Regions from separate parts of the Mus musculus genome. Here regions 2, 3 and 4 are each linked to region 1. The links are chromatin contacts, called in public HiChIP or PLAC-seq and promoter capture Hi-C maps. All regions are on one chromosome and are shown on one strand. Each heading gives the region's core, a stretch centred on a gene start, on an enhancer-like site or on the middle of the called end of the contact. The rest is flanking DNA. Distances are from core to core; before and after follow the strand shown.

What was found. Promoter capture Hi-C pulls out the DNA fragments that hold promoters and counts their contacts. HiChIP or PLAC-seq counts read pairs in DNA pulled down with a chosen protein or histone mark.
Region 2: a contact with region 1 is called in a promoter capture Hi-C map of embryonic stem cells. The contact joins the promoter of Cc2d1a here to the enhancer-like site in region 1. A contact is called at or near these places in 10 of 39 promoter capture datasets (the 3T3-L1 cell line, the C10 cell line, cranial neural crest and 4 more), 3 of 115 datasets of contacts at active chromatin or transcription factors (bone marrow-derived macrophages and embryonic stem cells) and 1 of 9 other capture datasets (embryonic stem cells).
Region 3: a contact with region 1 is called in an H3K4me3 HiChIP or PLAC-seq map of bone marrow-derived macrophages, with 2.3 times the contacts expected there. The contact joins two enhancer-like sites. A contact is called at or near these places in 2 of 39 promoter capture datasets (the C10 cell line and embryonic stem cells), 1 of 484 Hi-C or Micro-C datasets (the G1E-ER4 cell line) and 11 of 115 datasets of contacts at active chromatin or transcription factors (bone marrow-derived macrophages, craniofacial prominence, embryonic stem cells and 4 more).
Region 4: a promoter capture Hi-C map of embryonic stem cells shows a contact between it and region 1, with 3 times the contacts expected there. The contact joins the promoter of Ccdc130 here to the enhancer-like site in region 1. A contact is called at or near these places in 5 of 39 promoter capture datasets (the C10 cell line, cranial neural crest, embryonic stem cells and 1 more), 1 of 15 datasets of contacts at CTCF or cohesin (large pre-B cells), 10 of 484 Hi-C or Micro-C datasets (the NIH/3T3 cell line, cerebral cortex, embryonic stem cells and 4 more), 10 of 115 datasets of contacts at active chromatin or transcription factors (embryonic basal ganglia, embryonic forebrain, embryonic stem cells and 4 more) and 3 of 9 other capture datasets (adipose tissue, macrophages and pancreatic islet).

The regions. Positions count from the first base shown.
Region 1 is chr8:84,564,375-84,566,988 of GRCm38.p6, forward strand. It overlaps Cacna1a (calcium channel, voltage-dependent, P/Q type, alpha 1A subunit), which reads left to right. Exons shown (of 47, transcript NM_007578.3): 20 at 1,574-2,019. Among named protein-coding and RNA genes, the nearest start is that of Gm32854, 23 kb to the right of the region's middle. Within about 2 kb of position 1,332, at least 9 of the 459 cell types and tissues checked have an H3K27ac peak or open chromatin away from gene starts, as enhancers often do.
Region 2 is chr8:84,146,614-84,149,227 of GRCm38.p6, forward strand. Cc2d1a (coiled-coil and C2 domain containing 1A) reads right to left here and starts at 1,304. Exons shown (of 29, transcript NM_145970.2): 1 at 1,034-1,304. The coding sequence starts at 1,093. 4930432K21Rik (RIKEN cDNA 4930432K21 gene) reads left to right here and starts at 1,425. Exons shown (of 9, transcript NM_029045.2): 1 at 1,425-1,785; 2 at 2,225-2,272. The coding sequence starts at 2,245.
Region 3 is chr8:84,202,376-84,204,989 of GRCm38.p6, forward strand. No RefSeq gene overlaps it. Among named protein-coding and RNA genes, the nearest start is that of Mir23a, 4.8 kb to the right of the region's middle. Within about 2 kb of position 1,281, at least 381 of the 459 cell types and tissues checked have an H3K27ac peak or open chromatin away from gene starts, as enhancers often do.
Region 4 is chr8:84,269,095-84,271,708 of GRCm38.p6, forward strand. It overlaps Ccdc130 (coiled-coil domain containing 130), which reads right to left and starts at 1,308. Exons shown (of 10, transcript NM_026350.3): 1 at 1,248-1,308.

The DNA.
Region 1 (2,614 bases), core at 82-2,581:
TGTTTCCTTTGCTGAGTGATGCTGAAGTTAAAGGTTTCTAGATAGGACCAGATTCCAGATCAGTCCCATCCAAGCTGGTTCATGTAAGACAAATGTCCTCTCCTCTCTGCCTCAGTTTCCTGCTCTGTTGAATGGAGCTGATCCTTTTATCCATCTGGTGCTGTGTTAATGCAGGAAGTCTTCAGGGTGCGGAAAGTGTTCAGTGAAGGGGGCTACTCTAATGATTGCCTCCAGATGGTCTAGGATAGTCTCCTGGTCTCAGCAGAGTATACCCCAAGGGAGAAATCATGGAAGCTGAAAGTGGGGCCACAGCCAGCTGCCTCTCCTAGGCATGGTGGGACAGGGCCCAACTTTTGAATCTTCCTTGAAGACACTTAAGGATTAAAGTTAACTGGAACTTGAACTGGGTATGGTGGCACACACCTTTGATCCCAGCACTTGGAAGGCAGAGGCAGTTGGAGCTCTGTGAGTCTGAGGCTAGCCTGGTCTACATAATGAGTTCTAGGACAGTTCTATAGCTAGTCAGAGCTATATTGTAAGACTCTGTCTCAAAAAAAAAAAAAGCAAACAAACAAACAAAACCAAGCCAGGTGGTGGCAGTGCAGGACTTTGGTCCTAACTTTTATGAGGCAAAGGCAGGCAGATCTCTGGGTTAGAAGCTATCCTGGTGTACAAAGCAAGTTCCAGGATAGTCAGGACTACACAGAGAAACTAAATAGATAGATGATATACAGAAAGACAGACAGGTAGATAGATGATTGATGGATAGATAGATGATAGATTAGATAGGTAGATGATTGAAGATAGATAGATTGATAGATGGATGATAGGTGATTGATGAATAGATGGATAGATAGATAGATAGATAGATAGATAGATAGATAGATAGATAGATAGATGATTGATAGATGATTGATGGATAGGTGATAGATTGATTGGTGATTGGTTTATTGATTGATATTTAGATGACTGATGGATAGATAGATAAATAATCGATAGATGATTGGTGGGTAGATAGATGGTTGATAGGTAGATGGATAGATAATTGATAGATAATTTTTAGATAGATGACTGATGGAGAGAGAGGAAGAGAGAGAGAGAGAGAGAGAGAGAGAGAGAGAGAGAGAGAGAGAGAGAGAGAGAGAGAGAGAGATAAACTGAAAATTTATGATTGGCTCTGCACGTTGGGCCAACAACAACAAAAAACCAGTAGTACCAGGGGTGTGAGCTAGAATCCTTAGTGCGGGGAGTGGGTGTGACTCAGTGTTAGAATTCTCCCACAGAGTAAGTGAGCCCTGGGTCCTCCCCAGCACTACAAAGAGTTCATGGAGTGTGTTCCCTTTCATCTCAAGAGCTCATAGCTGCTTGGGCAGCCTGGAGAAGAGCAGCTCTCTGTGAAGTGTACAATCAGGAAATAGTTATTTTCCTTTCTTTTCAGGGTGGGCAAAGCTTGGAGCCTTGTGGGTAATAGAACTGGGTATTGCCACATACCGTTCCTGCACTGTGCTGTGGCGCTGGGTAGGTCGCAGCCGCCCTGCTAATCCTAACATTCTTCCACTTTGACCCTCTTTAGAGAGAACCAGGGCTCTGGGGTCCCCGTGTCTGGTCCCAACTTGTCCACCACCAGGCCAATCCAGCAGGACCTGGGCCGCCAGGACCTGCCGCTGGCTGAGGATCTTGACAACATGAAGAATAACAAGCTGGCCACCGGGGAACCTGCCAGTCCCCACGACAGCCTGGGCCACAGCGGCCTTCCCCCCAGCCCCGCCAAAATCGGGAACAGCACCAACCCTGGTCCCGCCTTGGCCACCAATCCCCAGAACGCTGCCAGCCGCAGGACGCCCAACAATCCGGGCAACCCGTCCAACCCCGGCCCCCCCAAGACTCCCGAGAACAGCCTTATCGTCACCAACCCCAGCAGCACCCAGCCCAACTCAGCGAAGACTGCCAGGAAACCCGAGCACATGGCGGTGGAGATCCCCCCAGCCTGCCCGCCCCTCAACCACACCGTGGTCCAAGGTGAGGAGCCCCGCCAGGGCGTGCCTGGACCTTTTCCTCCGTAGTGTGTGCTCACTGGCTGCTCTCTGCACCCTGCCTTCCCTCCACAGAGCCCAACTGCCACAGTGGAGAGAGGAATCCACAAATGGGAACTGGGGGTCTGGGGACAGCTTGAAGGGTTAGGTCCACCATTGCTGTCCAAGACATGCCACACAGCTCGAAGAATCTTCTGTAAACGGTCCAGTGGCTCAATAAGAGTGGGAGGGGTGGGGTCTGGCTCAACTGGTAGAGTATTTGCCTAGCACACACTCCAGCACCACAGACAACCTTCAGTTAAGGTGGGCGGAAGCAGAAAGTTCACGAGTTTAAGGCCACCCTTAACTAAATGCTGAATTTAAGGCCAGCCTAGACCCCATCTCTGTTGTTAAACACAACGCTGATGTCTGTCCATCCCGAAGGTTTGTGTTTTCTGGTGTTATCACTGCAGCACACACTTCAGAAGGTTTGCATGCACCTCTTCAATCTTGGCAGTCAGAAGTCTCACACACCAGTGTGGCCCGTTCGGATCCACCTCGCTTATCTATCACCTGGGGCTCTGGCCCCTCAAAACAAGATG
Region 2 (2,614 bases), core at 54-2,553, 420 kb before region 1:
CCCAGCAGCAGAGAACGCACCAGTGTGGGACTGGAAGGTGCACTCATCATTAAAGTGCTAACCCTAACCCTAGTATGTGCAAAGCTGGGTTCCATCCCAGCATGGCAAGGAGAAAAATAAATAAATAAAAGCCACGATGACTATGACAACAGTGGGGGCAAAGTTGAAGAACTGGGTCTTTTTTATAGACCTGCCCTTCTGCTTTGGCTAGTGACCAACAAAATATGATGAGTTACATGAAATTACCCTTTCTATAGGTCCAAATTGGCCAAATCTTAGCAGTTATGCATGGCTTCACCTATTGAGTGAAGCCATTAGTCACAGAGAGCCCAAGAATCCAGCGGCCACACTCCCTCTGTTCTAGCATTTTTCCATAAATAGTCTCAGTAAGTCTTTATAACTGCCCTTTAAGGACTCTTCTAGGCTTCCATTCCACAGGTGGAAAAACTGAGGCTCCAAACTACAAATACATTCAGTCAAATGTACCTAGGTCAGGGGGAACCTGAGCACAGAGCCCTGGGATCCCTGGTTCAAAGATGGGACAAATCAAACTCCCACAGGCCCTGAATCTGGGAGTATGGCTCTGGGCCACAGTCTTGTAGGTTTTCCTGTACACCTCTGGACTGACATTTCTGTCTGGCCAGGTGCTTCATCCTTGTGACCTTGACTAGATAGATCTCTGCGCCTCCCTTATCCTTAGTGTCCTCATCTGTACAATGGGTGTAGAGTGTGGCCTGACCCAGTTAATGCAAAGGCCTGAAAAGCCGGTCTGATTGCTTTCCCTTCCCGGTTGGAAGTGCTGCAGCAACAGGTGTTCCCTGAATCTGGGGTGTGAAGCTAGAAGCTGGATGGCCCAACCCAGTAGGCCATACACCTCACCTCGGGGGCGGGGCGGAGACCAGGGTTCACCTGGTGGCGAGGATCAGGCTTTTCTGGGGGTGGGGCACTCCCCGCGAGTGTGAGGAAGGGTGGAGAGAGACTCTGAGGAAGGGTGGGCAGGTACCCCTCGGTGGGTAGAGGGGCACACACTCACCTGGCGGGCAGTGACAGCACCTCGGCCCGGGGGTGCCTGGGGTCCATTCCTCTTGTGCATCTTCCAGGCTCGAAGCCCGGACTACCAGCCCCTGCACCTTTGCCTTGCCTTGCCTCTTCACCGAAGTCGAGTCTCAGAGCTCGCGCTGTTCCTGAGCCCTGAGTCCCTCCTCCGCGCCCGGCCCCCCGGGATTCTCGAGTTTGGGCCGCCCAGCTTCCGCCTTGGCCTTCAGGAGCGCGGCGGCTGGATTCGTGGGCTCTCTAGTTAAACTACAATTCCCGGCAGTCAGAGCGTGGAGGCGCATGCGCCTAGCATAAAGTAGGGCAGAGAGAAGGCGGAGCATGCGTAAGGTGTGTAGTCGGTACTACGCGTGCGTGGGGCGTGGCCTCACGGGCGGGAAAAAGAGAGAGAGCTGCAGGTGTGAGGGCGCGGCAGTGTGACGTCTGTGGCTCCACACCGCCGCACATCGTTCTGTTAGGCTTTGTGGTGGAGTGGGTGCGGGTGTGGGTGTGGGTGTGGATGCTCCTGCTCTCCCGTCTGTGGCGCAGGTCTTCAGGAGCCGAGTCCACAGTGTCAGGCCTCAGGCCTTCCTGTCTCCCACCGCCAGTTTGCCACGCGGTCCCCGTGACTGCCTATGTGGGTATTTTCTCAGAACGTTACGCCAGTGACCTAGGCGACCTATTCCCCATCAGATCCAGGTTGACCTCGTCCCGACTAAGGACAGAGCAACTTCCATTACTGCTGTGGCCCAGGTTGGTTCTGGCTTGCCATGGGTCCCACAGTCTGAAGACATTGGCCGGAAGCCACTCCTGACGCGGGGTAGCCCTCCTAAAGTCTTGTGTGACTTTGGTGGGTCTCCAGAGACCTCTCTGAAGCTTCCAAGTACCCCATGTCCCAGATAATTAAGCTTTGGGTGTGGGTGGGGGAGAAACGTAGTTGTCTCCAACCCAGAGACTCCAGCAGATACCGTGAAGAGGACGAGATCGTTCCTTCACACAGGGAAAGGGTGTGAATGGCTACCTGGCCATGGTCCAAGGTGGCTATGACCTGTCGCCCCACCCAGTGTCCTGCTGAAGACCAGCTGACTCCCCTCATCAGGCTGCCAGATGGGCCCAGTGGAGGAGGGAGACAGGGTACAGATGGGGACATACAGTGCTGGCAACAGCTGGAGAGTTTGTTTGTTGTTTTCAGATTTCTCAGGGAAAGATAAAATGAATAAGAAGAAACAGCGGAACTCAGGTATTTGGTTTATTCAAATTGGCTTTTTATTTTATTTTTATTTTTAATTTATTTCCAGGCAGAGTTTATGTATATCCCTGGCTGTCTGTCCTAGAACTAACTCTGTAGATCAGGCCTCAAACTCAGAGACAAACCTGCCTCTGCTTCCAGAGTGCTGGGATTAAAAGTATGATTCACCACAACCTGGCCTCAAATCGGCTTTTAAAATATTTATTTGAGGTACTAGGAATGGAACATGGAGCTTCCTGCATGATAAAACACTCTACCATGAAACTACATCTCAGACCCAAGGTGACCTTTTTAAACTTTTTATGATGTTTTTGAGATGGAGGAGGGGATTCT
Region 3 (2,614 bases), core at 31-2,530, 360 kb before region 1:
GGCCACCAACTCCAGCTCAGGCGGCCTTGTCTTTATGGAGAGAGTGTAGACATTCCTGGGATTGTCTCTGCCGCCTCAGTTTTTCCATCTGTGAATGGGAACTTTTGGAGATGCAGTGGAACAGAGCACACTCTCTAGTCTCCCATAGGGTGCTGAGGTCTCCTCATATCCTGTGTTGAATGTCCTCAGTGGACATGGAGGTGTGTCTTCCTAGCTGGCCATGGGGAAGGATTGAGGGTGGTGGCGTGGGCGTGAGAATTCTTGGGTAGGGAAGGACAGCATCATGCCGGGCATGGCTGAGTCACACTCGAGCGGCGCCTTGCCTCAGGCTGCTGGAGCTAGAACTGGCGCCACCCTGGGTGTGGCTACTGAGCTGTGGCCCTGGGCAGAGCAGGGCTGGGTGGCAGGATGGGCACATGGGCCTTGAGGGACTCGGGGGAGCAAATCTGGGATGCCCGGTGATACCTCCCTTTTGTCTCCTGTGTACATTTGGGGCTCTGGAACCCTAAGCTTTGGGCCTGGGAATAATAATAATTATCGATCTATTAATAAAAGTTTTTGAGGCATGATCTAATGTAATGTAGTCCATGCTGGCCTGGAACTGGATAAGTAGTCCAGGATGTCCTTGAACTGGTCCTTAGGCCTCCACCTCCTGAATGCTAGGCTTACTTGTGTGCACCATGATGAAGGGTTTCTGCTTTAAGATGGGACCTGCTGACTCCATGCTTCCAGCAAAATAGCCAAGCACTCTCTACCCACAGTCAACTTTGGGGGTCGAGACACAGTCTCATTTCATAGCCTACCGCGGTCTTGAACACATGGCAGTCCTCCTGGCTCAGCCTCCTGAATGGTAGACTGACAGAGACGCCTCACAATGCCTGGCTGGTTCCTGGAAGTTTTGCGGAGTTAAGGGAGTGAGCCAAGCCTTCCAGAAGACAGTGGGTGATGGAGGTCAGCGCTCCTATCTCCAGTCCCAGGCCAGGCCAGGACCTGGGATGAACTTCACCCTGGGAGCACTGATTGGCTTGAGGGGAACCCAGCACCGCAAACAGAATGTTAAGGAATAGAGTGGGGGATCTGGTTGTTGGACTGTGTGGCTGGCGGGCAGCGAGGGTGGGACGTGGCTGTCGTCTTTGCCTATTTATACCAAGTGATTCAGCCCTCCCTCACCCCTTCCTGCGCCCCCTCCACTCGCGGCTAGGCACTAGGCCCACCCACTTGCCTATGCCCTGCCCCCCAACCCGGGCGGGTTGTCTGGTTCCTGCGTGGGGACGGACGTGGAGGGCAGGCATCTGTGCCGCAGGTCGGGTTGGCCCCAACCCAGCCGCCCAGCTCCTGGGAAGAGTGGGCCATTAGCGAGCGCTGGTGGCTGGGGCGGGGGCGGAGCTGGGCGGAGACTGCAGCCCTTGGTATTTTCCGATCCTCGCTGCTTCGCGAGAGTGGAAAGTATTTGAGGATCAGGGTTGGGGACGACCGGAGGGCCTCTGCCCTGGTTCTTTCTTGGGGTTCACTGTGGGTCCTCCAGGGATGCCGAGGGCTTGAAGGCTGTGTGTGCTAATTTAACTGACTGGGATACCACAGCCCAAGGCCCCCCGCCCTGTTTCTCAAGCCCTCCAGCTCCAGGACTTCTGTCCCTTTGAGTCTCCCTGTGAGACTAAGAGTCAGTACAGGGTGTCCCAGCTCCTGGACACCTGCGTGGTAATGCCCCCTCCACGCCAGACACAGACCTCTGGTGTGTGTGAGGATGGGAGTGGCCTTGGCTGCAGCCTTGGGCTCTTTGTAGGGGAAACCCCACAGGAAACCAGCCTGGCCAAATGGCCGCCCTTCCCGTTCTGGTCCCTGGGACGAATATGCTGTCTCACTTCCGGAGGTGATTGGGGAGGCTGGTCAGCCTGTGGACCTGGGCTGCCCCCAGAACCCAAAGAGACAGAGGTGGATTGGGGCTGGAGACTGTGTGTGTGTGTGTGTGTGTGTGTGTGTAAGCACGCGTACTGGGGAAGACACATCAGAATATCTCAATCCTTATTCCTCATTCCTCAGACATCGGTGATGCCAGATCTAGACGTTAAATCCACTGTCCTGCCTGTCACTGCCTGATATGACTGAATGCTTCTGTCCTTGATGTCACCCAGGAACTCTTCCAATTATTGGGAAGTAGAGATTTTCTTTTTTTTTAAGACTTATTTTTTTACTTTTGTGTATGTGTTGGGTATGTGCATGTATGTGTAGGTGCCTAAAGGGTCCAGAAGAGGGCGCCACATGTGAGCCGGGAAACCAAATTCAGGTTCTCAGAAAGCAATATGCAGTCTAAACTATTGAGTCATCTTTCCAGCCCTGAACTTGTTTTCTTTTTTTTTTTTTAAGATTTATTATTATATGTAAGTACGCTGTAGCTGTCTTTAGACACTCCAGAAGAGGGTGTTAGATCTCATTACGGATGGTTGTGAGCTACCATGTGGTGGCTAGGATTTGAACTCAGGACCTTCGGAAGGGCAGTCAGTGCTCTTACCCGCTGAGCCATCTCTCTAGCCCTAAACTTATCTTTTTTAGAGTCTCATGTATCCCAGGTTGCCCTCCAGCTTGCTCTGTAGACACATTTCTTGTTTTTATTTTT
Region 4 (2,614 bases), core at 58-2,557, 300 kb before region 1:
GGAACCAGGAGGGTACACACTGAGTTCGAGACCAGTATGGTCCACAAAGCCAAGTTCCAAGCTAGCCAGAACCAGACAGGAAGACCCTGTCTCAAAAAGCAAAATCAAAACAAACAAAAATTAAAAACAGAGGGAAATGGGAGCGGGAGTGACTCTGGGGTTTGCTATAATGAAAAAGTGTATGGGCTGGTAGTGTGGACACCCAGCTTGAAGTGCTATGTGCTTGGGGTCTGCTTTACAATGTTGAACATGTTTGTTTTGGAGACATGCCTTTCTGTGTAATCCCGGCTGGCCTAGTACTCCAGATCTTCCAGCCTCAGCTTCTGAAGTCTTAAATGGCTAATCACCACAGGTAGTATCACAGCCAGATTACACCCAGTCTGCTCAGGTGGATGCACAGGGGCTCTTCTGTGCCAAGGGTCATTCCTGACCTCAAATGCCACAGCAGACCACAGCTTGGGCATCAATCTCCTCTCTGCTGCTTCCTAGCTGCCTGACTCTGGGCCAGGGGCTACCTGGATCCCAGTTTCTCCATTTGGGGAAAAAAAAAAGTTTTCTAAAGGATTCAGCCGCTGAGACTGCCTTTGGGAGTCATGACAGGTGTTAAGTATTGAGAAGAACAGGCATGGGACAAAGAAAAGTGACAATTTCAAATTTCTCCTACTTACTAACAACTATAAAAAATATTTTTGTTATGTGTATGTGTGTGCAGAAGTGAGTTCAGGTGACCGGAAAGGGTAGAGGGTTGGATTCTCTGGAGATACAGGCAGCTGTGAGCTCTGGGAACTGAACCCTGGTCCTCTGCTAGAGAGCAGGTCAAGTTCTTAACCGCGGAGCCACCTCGCCAGCCCCTTACAAATTACATTTATTTGTTCTGCGTGTGTTGGCAGAGTGTGCAACGAAGTGAGAATGTAGATCAGAGAACAGCCTACAAGAATCGATTCTTTCAACATGCTCAGGGGTCGAACTCTCATGTTGTCAGGTTTGGCCACAAGCGCCACTACCAGCTAAGCCACCTTGCCGGCCCCCAAGCTACTGTTCCCAAGCACTATGTTTCAATTCAGGCTAGGAGGGCTCATCTTCAGCATGAAGACGCCTAGAGGTGCCATTGGCCTAAAACGGAGGCTGGGCCCTGGGAACCCGCTCGCGTCCGCAGATACAGCATCTCCCGTGCCAGGACGCAGTGGTGGGATTGAGGACCTGCCACCCCCGTTGCCGTCGCGGACCGGTCCTCACCCCGTACCTACCTGCCCTCTCCCTGACGTCACGCCTCCACCAGCCCGGAAGCACACCCGGAGCCAGGAACCCGCAGAGCGCCCGCCTCTGCGGCCCAAAAGCGCCTGCGCAAGCTGGAGCGAGGCACTTTCGTCATCTTGATTGGCTGAGGCTATTGCAGACTGACCAATTCAGGCCTGTCTAGCCGTTAGAAGCCCCGCCCACCGGGAGTGGTCCAATTGGAGATGGCTTCCTCCCGGAAGATCTACTTTGGCACCGCCCAGCCCTCCCTGGCGGTTGCGTTTTCGAAGGAGCTGATTCGTCATTTTTAAGCTTTGATTTGACTGACGTTTGAGACCGGTTTTCTTGTATCCCAGTTTGACCCTGCATCTCATTATATTGCTGAAGATGACTCTGAATTTCTGACTCGCCTTGTGATATCCAAGTAGTGGGATTACCAATACAGCCCAGGCTATTTATTTATGGATTTTAAAAAATTATGTTTATGACCAGACGTGGTGGCCAACACCTTTAATCCCAACACTCTGGAGGCAGAGGCAGGTAGTCTACATAATCAAAGGCCTGTCAGGAGTACACTGTCTCAAAAAAATACATATGTATGTGTGTGGGTGAGTGCTAGTGTGCCACGACTGAGGGAAGTAGAGTCAGAGGGATATTTGTAGGTCTCTGGGCAAGTATGTGGTGCATACATATATGCAGCCAAAACACCTGTTCAGGTAAATAAATCTTAAAAGTACAAAGCAATGCCGGACGTGGTGGCTCACGCCTTTAATCCCAGCACTTGGGAGGCAGAGGCAGGTGGATTTCTGAGTTCGAGGCCAGCCTGATCTACAAAGTGAGTTCCAGGACAGTCAGGGCTATACAGAGAAACCCTGTCTCAAAAAACAAAACAAAACAAAAACCCAAAACAAAAAGTACAAAGCAAAGCCGGGGGACGGTGGCACACGCCTTTAATCGCAGCACTAGAGAGGCAGAGGCAGGTGGATCTCTGAATCTACAGAGTGAGTTCCAGGACAGCCAGGGCTACAGAGAGAAACCCTGACTCGAAAAAAATCTGCCCCCCCACCCCCACCAAAAAAGTAGAAAGCAGAAAAAAAGAGGTTTATTCAATGGTGGCACTTTAGAAAGCGATTCGGGGAAGGGACACTCTTAAGTTCTGGTGTGAGATCATGGTTTAAAGGTACAAGGATCTCACATCTAAGCAGTCTTGGTCAAGGTGTGGTCCCGCCCACCATTGACCCACCATTGTCTGGGCTTCAGTCTCATCCTGTAAGTTGGTCTGCAAAACCTAGAACTGGGTGAAATCTCTTTCCAGAAGACTTTCTCTTCCCCCTCTGGCTGGCGCCCTTTCTTTTGCCCACCATGAGATTCCTGGGGA